Regions from separate parts of the Phocoena phocoena genome. Here region 1 is linked to region 2. A link is a contact called in public Hi-C data. All regions are on one chromosome and are shown on one strand. Each heading gives the region's core, a stretch centred on a gene start, on an enhancer-like site or on the middle of the called end of the contact. The rest is flanking DNA. Distances are from core to core; before and after follow the strand shown.

Evidence for each region. A called contact is a pair of places that touch in the nucleus more often than the background predicts.
Region 1: a contact with region 2 is called in a Hi-C map of lung, with 10 times the contacts expected there. The contact joins the promoter of ZNF326 here to the promoter of LRRC8D in region 2. A contact is called at or near these places in 2 of 2 Hi-C or Micro-C datasets (kidney and lung).

The regions. Positions count from the first base shown.
Region 1 is chr1:79,484,168-79,488,484 of mPhoPho1.1, forward strand. It overlaps ZNF326 (zinc finger protein 326), which reads left to right and starts at 1,804. Exons shown (of 14, transcript XM_065885349.1): 1 at 1,804-1,995; 2 at 3,919-3,963. The coding sequence starts at 1,980.
Region 2 is chr1:79,312,225-79,316,434 of mPhoPho1.1, forward strand. LRRC8D (leucine rich repeat containing 8 VRAC subunit D) reads left to right here and starts at 2,466. Exons shown (of 2, transcript XM_065884574.1): 1 at 2,466-2,542.

The DNA.
Region 1 (4,317 bases), core at 554-3,053, 170 kb after region 2:
AGCATTGGGGGTTTCCCTGGTGGCGCAGTGGTTGAGAGTCCGCCTGCCGATGCAGGAGACACCGGTTCGTGCCCCGGTCCGGGAAGATCCCACATGCCGCGGAGCGGCTGGGCCCGTGAGCCATGGCCGCTGAGCCTGCGCGTCCGGAGCCTGTGCTCCGCAACGGAAGAGGTCACAACAGTGAGAGGCCCGCGTACCGCAAAAAAAAAAAGCATTGGGGTGTTTTGGGAACTGCAAGTAGCTTAAAATTGCCAATCAAAACGGAAAGAGTAGGGGAGAGAGAGAGGAGGAGGGAGAAATGTAGGAAGATGGCAGGTCAGGCAGTGGCTAGATCCTGCTGGATGTGCTCTATGTTAAGGAGCTTTGCCTTCACCTAATCCATGATAGAGACGCATGATATGTTCAGATTTGCCTTTAGATCACCGTGGCCCTGAGGAGCCTGAGAAGGTCAAGGTGGAAAGGCAGAGAAATTACTTAGGAAGCTATGGCAATAGTTTGGGAGAGAGATAATGAGAGTCTAACTCAGGTAGTGCAGTGAGTTGGAGAGCAGGGGGCAAATTTAAGACATTTTAGGAGGTAGTAAGCAGATGAGAGACTTCAGTACGGATTGAGGATGGGAGAAGGGGAGTAGCCTGGATGAGTCGCAGGCTTCTGGCTGGGATTAGTAGTGGGTGGTTGCTCATGACGCCACTAACACAGATGAAAGAATAAAGGAGGATGAACAGGTTTGAGGAAGGAAATCATGAGTTCAGTTTTCAACATGTTCTACTCCGGTGAATAGAAAACATGTATAGGAGGAAAAAAAAAAAAGAAGAAAACAATAAAAGGGTGGAGAACTGGGTGAATCAATCAGGGTGGAGAAGGAAAGTGATGAGGAAGAAACAGTGCCCTGCCCAGATTTGGGGCTACAGTAATGCAACATAGTATACCTGTGAGTTTTTCCTTCAGTCCTGTTTCTAGGGGCTGCTTTCTCGGAACTTGGTTCCCGCAATTGCTTGGACCCCAAAGAAGGGCAAAGGGCTTGATTCATGATTTCCTATCCTGTGATCAACTCATTGTTAACACCATTTGCGCTATGAAAAAAATGTTTTCTAACCTGGAGTTCAAGCTGCTCCAGGGTTAGAATGATCTAACAGTCGTCTTTTTCCACATTGCCTTGTGGGTGAGTGAATGACTTTGCCCACTGTCCCCAACACTATTTCCAAAGTGACAATAATACAATGTTAATAAGTATGTGTGTTTGCCCGTTGTTGTTCTTCCAGTTCTGGATGACTCCTGCCACAAATCTTCCCTGTCTGTTAACTTTTACTTTTATTTTGCACCTTGAAACTCAGAACTTGATCATGGCCTGTCTTGGATCATACTCATAATTGTTTCCTATTTAGCAATCTGTTCTCCTCTGCTCACAGAGTTCTAAAAACGTCCTGGACTTCTGCGTCTCCACGACAGAAACTCCATAAGGATTTTAACATTTTCCGATCAGTCACCACCAACCAATAAAAAGCAAAATGTCGGCACGTGGTATAATATATTAGTTCGGGCTGGAGGAAGGTATTCCAACCAGATCCTTTCGCTCTTGCCAGAATCAAACATGGCGGGCCGCAGCCAGACCTTCCAGAACACCCAGCTCTCTTTCCCACGACCCCGGCCAGTCTGTGGGGCTCCTTTTTTTTCCACCTTCCTTACCCCTCGTCCGCTCCTAGAGGGTCAGCACCTGGGAGCGTGACAGCAGACCTGCTTCCCGCCCCCACTCCAGGGCCCGCCCACCAGCCCGCGCCAGCCAATCGCAGGCCGCGCTGCGACGGCCGGCAGCGACGGCCGGCCCCGCCTCCCAGCCTCGCTGTGGCCTGCGGCTCCCGGGCCGGTAGCGCCGCTCTTGGTCGCGTTTACTGGCTGTGTGAAACCGCGGGTCACGGGCGCTCGCCTTCCGCCACAGCTCAGCCCAGCGCCGCCGAGGCCGTCGGCCCCGAGCCTCCGCCATGGACTTCGAGGACGGTAAGCGCGGCCTCTGGCTCGTCGCCGCGGCGGCGGGAGGCGGGGTGGCCTGCCCCGGGGGTCTGTTTACCGTCTCAAGATGGCCGTGTGGGCTTTGTTCTGTGGGCCCGGAGGCCGCCCGCTCGCCGCGGGCCCGGTGCCCGGAGTCGGCCTCTGTGGGGACCCGCGCGCCCGATCTTCCGGCCCGGCGCCCGCTGTGGCCCGCGACCCTGGAGTTCCGCGCCGGCCTCGGTGTGGGTAAGGACGCGCCTAAAGCGCCGCGGCCTCCGGACTCGGCCCCAGACTGGTCCCCGCCCCGCTGCGTGGAAATTGCCCGGACGCTTCCAACTTCCCGGTCTCGGGCTAAGCGGCGAGCGGGCCTCCCTTGCCGCGGCTCGCACTCGCGACGTGGGCAGCGACCCAGATCGTCCTTTTAGTCAATCCCCAAACCCAGGTTACTTCTCGCCAGATAGGATTTTCAGAGGCTTGTTCACGGTCGTGTGCCTGGTTGTCTTAGTTTAAGATGAGTTTAAAGGGCATCTGTAAGTGATAAGTATAAGTAGATCTCTATCCAGAATGGAAAGTAAGGTATTTCTGGTTAGCAAACTGGGATATTTATCCACCAACAAACATTGCCCGGGCCTTAATCCATAATTTGAAATATGTCTGTGAACCAAAGCATTTTTCTCTGGACGGTGTATGGATGGGACTTAAATTAGTCAGAATTCTGGCACAGTATCACATGCCCTTCAAATTCAGACCTGTGCACAACCGCCTGTGTTGGACTTGCTGTTTAAATAAACCGTATTTTAGCAGTACCTTTCAGTCGTCTCTCAGGCCAGTTCTTTAAAGCATTTTCATAGGCTCACGAAGTAAAATTAATTTGGTTTTCAACTTGTCTTCAAATCTTGGCCAGCTTTATAGGAACGGGTGTCAAGGTAAAATGAGCACGTAATGACAGCTTTAGGGAGACATGAGAAGGGGTGTGAATAAACTGAATTTAGTCCTGAGTAGCCAGGCATTTCTAAATAAAATCAGTTCACTACCTAGTTCTAAGCCTCTAACCCAACCCCCAGAATTATCTTTGAATGTGCTGTGAGTCCGACTAAATGATCTTTTGATCTTTGATTTTGATTTCATGCCACAAAGAGTTAAAGATATCAAATCTAAGTATATGAAAGGGGATTGGAATAACCTTTTTGTGGATAGTTTTAAGTTACTTTGAAACAGGAAGTTTAGGTATTAACAGTAGCACACTCTGGTGTTTTTTTTTGTTTTAGTTGGACTTTGACTAATCCTGTGTAGTGTAGTTGGATTCTCTTGTATCCAAATGACCGCTCTGTTAAATTCTTTTCAGTATTTATTAGTAAAATTAACTAAAGGATTTAACAATTGCCGAATTCGTTTTGACAGAGAAATTATCAATATGATTTTTTGGTGATGATACCACATCCTGGGTAGATATAGCACCACATATATATACATATATGTATATACATTTCTCAGATAAGATCTTGAAATCTTTAGAGAGCAAATTAAGTGCTAAAAGAAATATTAACTTGGAAAAAATTATATATTACATAGAATCAATTCTCAGATGTCCCTGCTTTTTGCATTATTTGATACATATTTGCCTTCCTTTTTGTTACTCCATATAAATCAGTACTGGATCCCCTTTTTTGGATATTATTATATATTAGGTTTTATAAACTAATTTTTACATTACCATGATTTGGATGATAAACTTACCATTTGGGGAGATAGTGAAAAGAAAGGGATATGTATTTTCCCATATGAAATATTTATAATTATTTACACCCTATTTTGCAGATAATTGCATTAATGGCATTTTAAAAATAGTGTTTGTTTTTAGTAGATGGGTATATAATTTCAGATTTTTGCTAATATTGAACTAATTCCTTTCTGTTAAATGTGTCTTCATAGATTACACTCACTCTGCTTGCAGAAATACTTATCAGAGCTTTAATGGTGAGTATCCTCTTTCATTTGCTCTGAAATAAGTTAAGGGAATGCATTTCAGTTTTTCTTTTCATCCATATAAAGTACCAGTGTAAAAAGGGAATTGTGCCTTGTTTCAGGCATTGTTTGGTCTCTTCATGTATCAGCGTTAATGTTGTTATACTATATATATTATTTGAGTTAGATAATTTGGGATCAGAAAAACTTAGGGCTATTGAGATTAATTTGACTCTGTTTTATTTGAATTATGAATCCTTTAATTTATTCCAAAATCCTGACTGCACTGAGTGAGGACTTAACAAGCAGCTAGCTGAGTTATTTTTGTTGAATTAGAGGTTTTGGTATTGAGTAAAGTAGATTAAG
Region 2 (4,210 bases), core at 1,216-3,715:
ATTTCTGAAATACATAATTTTTGCACACATATGTCCAAAGTATAAATTCCTAGATGTTGAATTGCCTGGTCAAAAGAACCTCACATATTAATTTCATCCCAAATTGCTAAATTGCCCTCCAAAGGGATTTACCCAATTTGCATTCATTTATAAGAATATGTACCTCTTTCTCTACATTTGACTGTTTTCTGAGTATTACTTTTTTCCTTTCTCAAGTTATCCCACTCCGGAAATCACATTTCTCTCAAATCTAGAATCATAGTTTAAAACTCAGGGGAGATCGAAACACAGAACTGTGTTTTTACTAACAGCAAAACATTCCAAATTAATTATAGTAGTGAGGTGTTTTCAATCCAAACATCACACCACTAGACTTTAACAGTTTGAAAACAGCTCTAACCTCCCAGATCAGCGAATCTGGTACTGTAATTAGATCACCTGCCACAGCTCCTGCCTACACACCTCCTTGGCTGGGTGTGTGGAATAGGAGAGGCTGCTGGCACAAGGGACAGGGCAGGGAAAGTGAGAAAGCAAGAGGATGTCAAAAGGGCTGGAAATCTAGTGTCATCTTGTGAGTAGTCTAGGACTGTGCCTTGAGTGTGTTCCGGACCTCTGTTCATACTCCTCCTCAGTGCTGCTCTACTTTACTTCCAGTGCCTGAGGAACAAGTGCTCACTCTCCAAGGGTCAGTTCTACCCCCTTCTCTCTGAAGTCTTTCCTGAAACCCTAGAAAACCACTCTCTTTACTGCCTCATTAAATCTGAACTCACACTTTCCTGAGTACCTGTAACATTTTGTGCAGCATGCTTATGAGCAGCATTTAGATGCTTAGTAAATGCTGACTGAACATTCACTGACATGGAGAGATCTTGGGAGAAGAGAGATGCGATTTCCCATTGTTCACAGAAACGGGTGGATTCAGATGAAAGGAGATATTGAAGTACTGGGCTGGAACCATTTGTCATGTTAAAAACCAACAACTCCAAACATCCCTCCTGACGTTATTTCTTGACCCCTACGTTTCCCCACCCACGAAAAAGACTGCAAATATTCTTTGATCTTACCACAAAAACAGGAGGGAAAACTATCATGCTGGGAAACACTTCTTAGCGGAGGACCACCTTTCGTCTGCCTGCTTCAGATACAAGACATTTCTGGCATAAAAGAATGGGGGGGGGGGGAGAGTAGACTCAATAAAACAAGAACTGACTCTCTCGTTGTATGTTTAATAGCAGACACTGAACAAATGAGGGTGGGACGCTATTCGTGCCAAGATAAAGTTGTGTGTGCCCCAAATCCTAGGAAAGCGCGTTCTCCGTAGGGTTGGAAGCCGCCGAAACGACTTTTACTCAAATTTCCCCCCACCATTTCACCGCATCCCCCACCCCACCCCCGTCTTACTATCAGAGCTTGAGTTGACAGGATAGCCCCGGGGGGATGAAGGTTCCCGAGGTGGCCTCGCGCCCGCCTGGCGACACTGGCCGCCGGGCCCCGCGCCCTGTCCAGGGGGGCGTTTCACAGCTGAGCGATGGGGCGACTGCGAGCTACGGCGGCTGCCCCTCCCCGCCGGCTGCACCTGCGCCCAGTCCAGCAGCCTCCCGCCGCCAGCGTCAGACCCCGGGCCACCGAACTCGCCACGCCGCCCCTCCGGACAGCACGCCCGGCGGCGGAAGCGCCCCGACCTCCGGCAGACGCGGGAGAGCCGGCGGGGGAGAGAGCTCGCCATCACATGGAGGCCCGAGCCCGCCCCATTGGCTGCGGCCGAGCCAGTCGCGGCGCTCGCTGGCTGCGGTTGGTCCCGGAGCTGCAGCGCCTGCACGGGCCCGGAGTCCATGTTACGCTTTGTTTAATTCCCCCCGCTACAGAGTCATGTGCTGCTGCTCTCGTCGCCGCCGCTGCCGCCGCCCGTGGTGCCCCGGCTCCTCCGCCGCGCTTCGAGGTGGCAGCCGCGGGCGGGGCCGCGAAAGCAGGGTCCTGGGCGCCGCGCGCCTCCGCCGCCCCGGCACGTCCGGGAGCAGCCACCGCACGCCGCAGGTGATGCCGCCACCTCCCGCCTCCGCCTAAGCCGGGCTAGGCGGCCAAGCTGCCCCCCAAGGTTGGTGCGCGCCTCTCCGGGGCAGGGGCTGGGGGCTGCGCCGGTGGGAGCAGTGCCGGAGCCGACGCGCGCCACCCCGGCGCCGGCGACCTGCCCCGCGGCGCCGCGGCCCGAGAGGAGGCTGCGGCTGGGACCTCGCTGCCGGGGGGCCAGGAGCCCGGGGACGGGGGAGGCGGGCGGGGCCGGGCCGGGCGCCCGCCTCGGCCCGCTGGGGCCCGAAGATCGTTCTGCTTTCGGCAGTTTGAGCGGCGGGCGCCGCGGTAGCCGAGTGGGCCCCGCGAGAGCACAGTGCCTGCGACCGCCTCCCTTCGGCTCCCCCCACGCGCGCTCCCTTCTCTCGCCTCCCTCCGCCCCATCGGAAGGGCGGGGAGACCCGGTTACGGCTCCACTGATTCTTCCCGGAGGTGGGTGTTTGGTGTCTGGCCTCGCTGGCCCACTGCCCAGAAGGTGAGCCCTTCAACTTCTCCAGAAACGCTTCCCCTCCGCCTCCTTCCCGCGCCGGGTGGGCTGGGCTGGGAAGTGAGGGCTCGCCCCGCCCTCAGCGCGAGAGGGAGGGAGCCGGGGGCCCGCAGGTGCACCCAGCCCGCCCCGGGCCATCTCCGGGTTGGGTACCGGTATAATCCGCTTCTAGCTTGTTTGGAAGCGTGGGCACTTGGGAGCCGGACTTCTGCTCAAATCCCGTTCAGTGGCTTGGAAAGGAGGAGGCTTGGGGAGTGGTTGCTCAGGAAATCATCACCTCCGCTTACTGGAGGGTTGATAGGGGCCTTCCTCTTTCTCTCCCCCTTCATTTGGGGTATCCCTTATGGATAAAGAGATGAGTTTTTTTGGTTTCTTACAAAGCCAGCCACGGTAAAGAAGAGCTGCCGCAGGTCGAGGGGAGGAGAGGTAGGTTCCTGCTGGAGAGGGAGAGGAGGGGTATGCGGCCCCATTTGGATACGCAGTTGGGGGTGTATGTGGCAGAAGGTGGGGACGTAAGGTTCCAGAAAAGAAATAGTGCAAAGGTGAGAGTGTGGGAGCACTCAGGAGGCGCAGGGGATGGGGAATGGGTATCGGGGAGTCCTTAGCCGACTGTGGGGCCCAACTTGAGCCACTTGGACTCCTATGTGGCTCTTTCTGTTTTGCAGATTTCCTCCTTTCCTTCTCCTTGACTTTGAAAAAAATATTTCGTGTTGGGCAAGGAAAGCTTTGAGGACGTATTTTGAGAGATTCAGGAGTAAAGAGAGAGCTGACTTATGGAAACTTTCCTTAGCAGCTTTGATAATAAAATTCTAGACAGGCTGCATTTATTGAGCACCTATTATGTGTTCTGTGCCAGACGTTGGAAGAGTCTGGGCAGGCAGGGAATTCCCGTCTGCAGTACTGGTTAGGGCTGTTTACTTCATAAACAACCGAAGGGCGCTTCCAAGTGCCAAGAATGACAGTGATTCAGACCTTCCCTGCCAGAGCTGCTGGGGCCTCTGCATGGTACAGACCTGTGGGAAGAACCCTGCACCATTCCCAGTAAATGGGGTCTTCAGGCAGCATTTATTTTTACAGCCCATTAATACTGACCAGACACCTCCCATCAGCGAGGACATGGTGAGAGTTGTCTCTTTTCCTGTATTCTACATCGAGTGACTAAAACCCTGTTAAAATACGAGAACAAGATAGGAAAGATCCTGAGATGAAAATTAGGTAAACTAGGGTTCCGGCGAAGTTGTTGGTCTCTATAGGTTAGTAAGGGAGCCTCCCATGAAATGATTAGGTAATCCATAGAGCTGGGGAAAAAGCAATCCAGAATCTTAAATCGGCATGGTTTATTTATATATTTGATTATCCTAGATTTGTCTCATTTTTATTGAGGGTGTGTGAGTGTGTACTTTGTTGATTAAAACCTAACACATTACAAGGTTGGAGAGGAAACTGTCCTTACATGACCCAGCCCTCCAGTCTCTTCATGACCATGTGGAATGGTGTATGATGCAACAGTTAAAGTATTGAGCCATATTTGTATCCTTTTCTTTCTGCCAAGGTTTACAGAATTTAAAAAACTTGGTCAAAGCTTGACCTTTTTTTTCTTAATTTTTATAGTGAGCAGAACTTTTTTGATTAATTTTTTTTTAAAGTGTGCTGTGT